Regions from separate parts of the Zea mays genome. Here region 2 is linked to region 1. Evidence: chromatin contacts called from public Hi-C data. All regions are on one chromosome and are shown on one strand. Each heading gives the region's core, a stretch centred on a gene start, on an enhancer-like site or on the middle of the called end of the contact. The rest is flanking DNA. Distances are from core to core; before and after follow the strand shown. Region 1 holds the start of LOC100284488 (protein binding protein). Region 2 holds the start of LOC100279555.

Evidence for each region. Hi-C and Micro-C count contacts between places; a contact is called where the count stands out from the background.
Region 2: a contact with region 1 is called in a Hi-C map of bundle sheath, with 3 times the contacts expected there. The contact joins the promoter of LOC100279555 here to the promoter of LOC100284488 in region 1. A contact is called at or near these places in 2 of 25 Hi-C or Micro-C datasets (bundle sheath and leaf).

The regions. Positions count from the first base shown.
Region 1 is chr5:179,898,205-179,901,943 of Zm-B73-REFERENCE-NAM-5.0, forward strand. It overlaps LOC100284488 (protein binding protein), which reads left to right and starts at 2,126. Exons shown (of 7, transcript NM_001157383.1): 1 at 2,126-2,650; 2 at 3,305-3,376. The coding sequence starts at 2,462.
Region 2 is chr5:180,298,094-180,301,832 of Zm-B73-REFERENCE-NAM-5.0, forward strand. LOC100279555 reads left to right here and starts at 1,954. Exons shown (of 3, transcript NM_001351795.1): 1 at 1,954-2,297; 2 at 2,428-2,557; 3 at 3,089-3,739. The coding sequence starts at 2,162.

The DNA of each region.
Region 1 (3,739 bases), core at 876-3,375:
AAATATGTTCGCCGTTGGAGGGGGGCCTCGGGCGAGACGGAAATCCTCCGGGGTCGGCTGCCCTTGTCCGAGGCTAGGCTCGGATGAGGCGTGATCGAGTCGCTCGAATGGACTGATCCCTGACTTAATCGCACCCATCAGGCCTTTGCGGCTTTATGCTGATGGGGGTTACAAGCTGAGAATTAGGAGTCTTGAGGGTACCCCTAATTATGGTCCCTGACAGGCTTGTTCGGTTAGCTCTCAATCTATATGGATTGAGTGAGATTGAGTGGGTTTAAATCCCAAGCAAGTTAAACTTCTTCTTAATTTTTTTCAATCTCATTCAATCCATGGGTAACGGGATTAACCGAACAAGGCCTAAGGTGAGGAGTTGCTCCAACAACTTCCTCCGTAATTCACCCTACATGGGAGGAAACTCCCCTCATATATATAAGGTGAGTTCTAATCCTCACACTTTAATTACTTTATTTCTTTGTGATATTAACATCTTTTAAGTACTTTTTCAAGTATTGTAACATAAAATCAACGTGTATTATGGTCGCATAGATGGCATATGATTTTTTTAATTTTCAAAAACTGATTAAAATGATAAATAATTGAATTATAGTATATAAAGGGAGTTAGATACGGTGAATGGTTGTTAGAGACATTCTCTATGTGAGAAAATATGTTTTGAGATGATATAATAAAATATAATACAAAATATGGATATAGAAGAAACGAGCAGAAATGGTTGAAGATGGTCTCAGCCCCCAACTTCTCACCCCTTCTCCCTCCACAAACCTCCGCCCAAGCTAGCAGCCTCTTGGTGCTCCAGCGCACCTCGTCTCCCTCCTGTTTACCCTTGCATCCCACAGAAATCAAGCAGCAAAACCACTGCACCAGAGATATCTTTACATGTTTATATAAATTAATTAGTTTGCAGTCAGTATAACAAATATGTTCGAGGTCTTACATATGACCGTCTAAACTCCTTTAGGCCTCGTTCGTTTTGGCTGGATAAGCCCATTCCCTGCCTTATTCCGGCAGGAACGAATCAGCACAGTTTAGAATCTGGTCCAGTCTCCTAGAGTTGTTCGTTTTGATCTGGGCTGGAAACAAACCCATCTGATTTTAATTCCCATCCCTCAATCCTTGGCCTGGAACGAGTCCAGGTGACCTACCTTCTGGACTGGATCCGGATCTGGAAACGGGCTGGTGACAGGAATAAATGACAACCCATGATTCACTCGATCCTGGGCTGGCTTTGTTACTGACCTGACTTGGATCTTGAGCTGCCGAACAAGACCTTAAAGTAATAATATATACATATTGATCATGGTGGAAATAATGCAGGTAAAATAATAATATGCATATAATATTATAATGGCGAAACATGTATTTCCGTATTTGTGAAATATGTGCCAGGCAACACAAAAATCGTTGTATTACGATCAATTTGCATATAAACAATTTTAGGCGTAATACACACGAACCTTATAAAATCTACGGTTTCACAACATCTCCGGCCAAACGATTTTTTAACTTTTTCACATCCGACAGCTCACAGCAACTTTTCTATATAAATAGCTGAACCTAAGCACTTCACAATCACATGGCATAATTATTAGCCTTGGTCTAATAAATGTTGTTAACATGTCCAAAAGTTAAACTTTACTAATCTTAAAGCTATCTTAATCATTCTGGTACACAGTTGACTGTAACATGTTTTGTTTTGGCACCACGCAACGGTTATACCACATTTTTAGACCAAGAGATGCAGTCGCACAGCCATTCATTCACAAATCAACAGCGCTGAATCCTGGATGGGTGCATTTGCGGGGGTAGTTAGCAAATACTACCCGTCAGGGATCTATTAATGGATTCTGGATAATGTTCAAGCGGGAATCCGAATACCCGTTCGTTACAGATCGCCAGCGATTTACACATACTCTGACTGTCATGTGGGACCAGAACCGGCGGGAGCCACATGTCATCTAAGGTAATCTAATCCGCACGGTTCCGTCACTTGGCGCACGATAAAAAGCCGCGAGACGAACGCGAACGAAGTGCGGGAAATAGTTTCTCTCTCTCTTCTTCTTGTAAGATATTTCGGAGTAGGAAGTGCGTGCCTTCCTCGCAGCTCATTCGCCGAGGTAACATCCCCTGCCCTTCCTCACATTTCCTCCCTGTTCGTCCGTAATAGTCGTTTCCGAACCTTGCGTTTCGTGGGATTTGTCGAGGCGAGGGCTTCGATTTGACCCAGGAATCGCCCAAATCCGCTTGTCTTCGACTTCAGTTCATCCCCACGAATTTCTAGGGTTTTAGTGTCGATTTTGTCCCCCTTCATTACATTTGATTGGCGGTGAATTGGGCCCCGTTTTGATGATTCCTTGGGTTCGTTGGACGGCAGGAAACGAGATCCTCTAGAGGTTTGTGCTGTTTAGCGTGAGTTTTTTTGGGGCCGATTTGCTTTGCTCGCATGGGGGATCATGTCGCGGTGGATGTTGGGGAGCTCGTAGCGTCCCGAGTCGGTGAGGCAGCGGGGCTAGTGTCCGGCGCCAAGGAGGAAACAGAGGCGCTGATTGGGATGGTGGAGTGCCGCATTTGCCAGGAGGAGGACCTCAGGAAGAACCTCGAGAGCCCCTGCGCTTGCAACGGCAGCCTCAAGGTGCGTGCTGGCTTACTTCTCTTCAAACCAGAGATTCTGGGTCCATCATCCCATCTTGCTTATGCTGTTTGCCTCTGGTTCATTCTATTGTCAATTCATAGATGAGAAATTCTTAAATCTAAGTATATAAAATGCACGCATCAACAAAGCAAAATATCACATTAAGACTTAGCCTGAAGCTTTGTTAGGGCGTAACATAGCTGTTGGTTTCCATGCTGATTGCTAACTTATGCACTCTGTATAAGTTGTTACTTCAGATGTTGTGGCCTTTCAGATAAATCTCCATATTAGGTTCCTCTTCACTTGTGATATAAATCCTGTTTGGTGCTGTGGCTCATGATATTTTCATGAAAAAGTAGTTGCACAAAGTGATGCTAGCAGAGTAGATAAAAGCATGCCTGGTTTAATCGTCGATGTTGCTTAGAGCTTAGGACATTCTTTGCACTTGTTGTTAGCTACTTTTTGTAACCTTAACAAACAAGTAACAAGGGCTAGGTATCTTTTGTGGGTTGCCTTCAACTGAATACATCGGTCATTATCATTGTTTATAAGTGGTCTAACCGCCTACCTAAGTTTGTCTTTTACCATCCTGTATGTGCAAACCATTGCATAAATCTGTTTGCTAATTTTGTTATACTACATCTGTTCGCACAGTATGCTCACAGAGAATGTGTGCAACGATGGTGCAATGAGAAAGGGGATACAATCTGTGAAATCTGCCATGAGGTAAACAATTGTTTCCTTCAGCTACTACTCTAAATATATCAAAATGGAAATTAATGCATGCACTGTTTTGTAATTTCTTGTATAATAAGACTTAAAGATTTTCCCCTTTTGTTTTCTTTGAAAGTTTTTCATTAGGCTAAATAAATGTCCTGTTTTTCGTATTTTAAACAACTTTTAGGGTGCACATAGTCTTAATGCATGGTATTATTATATTTGCAGCTATTGTTTAAACGTTTAAACATAGTAATTTGTAAAGATGTACTCGGACCTACCGTAAGCAAAAGGGAGGTTCGCATCTGAGGATCCTATCACGAGCAAAAGAGGGTCATAAGACTGCATCATAACTCAATCTACTTTTTTAGC
Region 2 (3,739 bases), core at 704-3,203, 400 kb after region 1:
TGCAGTTTACGGACAGCTGCGCAGCGCTCGGCTCAGGGGTTAAACTCTGCGACCTGCTGCGGCGGATCCTCATCAATGCGAGGCGAGGTCCGTACCGGACTGTTAGGTTGGTGCTCATTCTTGGTGCGTGAAACAGGAGAGGTACCCGATCATGGTAGTGCTAGCCAGCACAGCAGTAACTTAAACCAGTCAATCAGTATTCTTGCTGGGTGTGTTTTTTTTTTTGGTTGTTGTTGTTCTTGTCGAGAACTAGCGTGGGTGATCTCTTCTCTCTCTCTCGCTGACATTTCACATGAGCACTTTAATAAATCTTGGACTGTTGAGCAGCGTGCGGGGTGCAGAGCGCCTACGGGCATCCGAGGAGCGCCGCCTCCTGATCGGGTGGCAGGTCACGTCCCCTGGGCTCAGGCGGCGTGACGCTGACCGTCGCGTCGCCATCGGCGGCTAGGTCGCTCATGGGTTTATGATCACGCTGACAGCTAGTCTGTTACGCATGCATGCATGGGATTTCGGAACAGAACTTCTACTACTAATCTTCGTTATTTCTGCTTTCATATGTACAAGCAAAGGTTTAGATGTCCGCTGAGTAGAATTCTGAGGGGATAGACTAGACTAGAGATGGCAATTCTTTTTGGGTATGTGCATGTCTTCCACGCTGACGACCGTCGAAAACCCAGAAACGAAACTGAGACCGGTCGGTAATTCCTTGGGTAGGAGTAGGAATGCACATGGGCTTCCGGACAGATCTGTTTACACTCCACAGGGACAGGGTGGTGGTCCTGTGGCAATTTGCCATGGAAACCGCACAATTAATGGCCTAACTGATCCACTGTTCCTACCATGGCTCCACTGTATGCGTTGTATTGTAACTGGGCATAGTTTTCACAGAGGCCTCCTACAGTCCTACTCCATCTGCAAAGTTCTGACCTCAGAGTTTTTTTTCTTCTTTTTGCCTTTCTTTGTTTTTTCCATATATAACAACAGAGGAAAAGAACGCTGCTCAGACAGTTGTGCTTTCAGGATTCAGAGAGCAGGGAAAGGCATCCTTCCCCTCATCTCTTCATCAGAAACCGAGGAGCAGAGCGGAACGAGTTGCTGAAAATGCCGAGAGGGTCAGATCAATTGCGCAGCGACACGGCGCGCGTCCTTTTCACCTGCAAGCGGCAATCGGCTTCACCATAACTCCCGCGCGCCCGGAACAGTGTAGGGCCAGATGAAGAGCGGAGCAGGAGCAGGACGCTGCCGCCTGCCACTGCCACTGCCAGGCACAGTAAACTGCCCCAGACCAACATGCATCTCAATTCTCAGCTGTGGATGCTCCGGCAGCCACTCAAGATGAGCTCGCGCCAGATGCAGTCAAACATCCGGATTCGTACCGCCAGGAAAATTTAAAAAACCTGCTACTAAGCTAGGCAGCAGCAGCAGCACGGCGCCCGACGCGGCCAGGAGACGACGACCGGAGAATGCGGCACGGGCGAGAGCCATGGGAGTTTAAGCGCATGCATGAACACGCAGCTCGGCCGGCGCGCCGTCACTATCCATCTGTACGAGTACGACGACGGCGACCCTGCTGGGTAGCCGCCGCGCTCTCCCGTAGCCCGCGGCGAACCAAGCCGGCCGGCCAGCCGCGCACCAACCGCTGTCGCCATCTATCTGCCGGAGACGTACCACCACGTACCTTTGGTTCGTTTGCTGGCACCCGGGCCTCGGTCGGCCGCCCGGCGGCCCAACGGTGGCGCACGTGCAGCGCGCATGACGAGGGGGGGACGGGAAAAGCGGGGTGCGCCGCCTGACGTCTGGGCCACCCTTGGCCGTGGCCGCACGGAAAGCCAGGAAGATTCTCGCCAACCCGGCCGGCGCTGGCGCACTGCCGCACTGGTCAGTCACTCAGTCAGTACTACTACTGGGGTACTCTCGGTCTCGGCTGCACGCACGTACGGGAAGTCGCCCAGGCCCCAGCTAGTAGCTAGGGCACCGCGCACGCGGCACGCCCCGGCCCCCGCTCTATTTATGCCGCTAGCTAGCGACACCGACCAGGTCACTTCATTCCCTTGTCACTAGCTAGATCGACTGACTGGAGAGGAGCTATCGTCTACCTCTGGGCGAGCTGCGTGTCCCTGCCGTCCTTCTCGCTCCTGTGGTCGCCGCGCGCGGCGCTGCGATGGGGCGGTCGCCGTGCTGCGAGAAGGAGGCCGGGCTGAAGAAGGGGCCGTGGACGTCCGAGGAGGACCAGAAACTGCTGGCCTTCATCGAGCAGCACGGACACGGCTGCTGGCGCTCGCTGCCGGCCAAGGCCGGTGAGGATCCGACGACGGAGCTCGACGATATATCCATCGACCTCACGTTTTCTTCGCATTCCATTCGTTTTATTATATTTGCCATCCAGCAGAATATAATGCTCATCTATGCGTGTGCGTCTCTCTGCAGGTCTGCGGCGGTGCGGCAAGAGCTGCCGGCTCCGGTGGACCAACTACCTGCGGCCGGACATCAAGCGGGGCAAGTTCACGCTGCAGGAGGAGCAGACCATCATCCAGCTCCACGCTCTCCTCGGCAACAGGTGATCATTCTTCATCATCATGCACTTGTTTCGCTTTGCCATGCATGACACAGCACAGCTCGCGTGTGCCTCGTGCTCGCGTCGGCAGGAATGTCGTGAGTGAAACTGAGGCCGGCGTGGCAAAAGGAGTACTATACATCTTGTCTGTAACAACGTGCATGGGTGAAACTGAGGTGTGGCAAAAAGAGTAGAGTACTCGCATCGCACGGGGCCAGTTTATTGGTCTTGTCACGTTTGTCATTAATGTTGGCGCGAGCCCGCTTGCCTCGCTGTGCCTCGCCATCCATGTCAGGGCGTTGGACCATCGTCACCGCCCGCTTGTCGCCCTGGCCATGCCATGTTGACCTCGCCACGCCCCCATCATTGCTGTCCGTCCTACTCCACCACGAGCTCCTTCAATGCACCCCCCCTACACGCCTCTAACCATTACGCCAAACCTTCTTTACTGTTCGAGTTACTAGTAACATTGCTTGCTTCATCAGAGGTGAAAAAAAAATGACTGACAATGACATGCCCTCGCGCAACCCGCAGGTGGTCGTCGATCGCGACGCACCTGCCCAAGCGCACGGACAACGAGATCAAGAACTACTGGAACACGCACCTCAAGAAGCGGCTCGCCAAGATGGGCATCGACCCCGTCACGCACAAGGCCCGCGCCGACGTCGTGGGAGGCTCCTCTGGCGCCGGCAACAACTCTGGAGCGCGCTACAGGGCCGCCGCGCACCTCAGCCACACGGCGCAGTGGGAGAGCGCGCGCCTCGAGGCCGAGGCGCGTCTGGCGCGCGAGGCCAGGCTGCGTGCCCTTTCCTCGCCGCCGCCGCCGCCAGGGCCCGGGCCGGGCCCCGCGTTTAGCGGGCTCGAGTCGCCGACATCGACTCTGAGCTTCTCCGAGAGCGTGCTGTTCGCCAGTGCGGCGCACGACACCCACGCCCTGACGCCACGCGCTTACGCAGAGGCGTTCGGGGCGGAGCAGCAACAGCGCTTCGCTGACACTGCCGCGGCCGCCGCCGACGCCGCGCCAGGCTTCCTTGCAGGCGTCCTTCTCGGCTGCTCCGTCGCCGGCGCGGAGAAGGGGTTCGCGGCCTCGTCGACGGACGCCAGCGTCTGTGAGCAGCAGCAGGAGGAAGAGGACAAGGGCTACTGGAGCAGCATACTGAACATGGTCAACTCCTCCATGTCGTC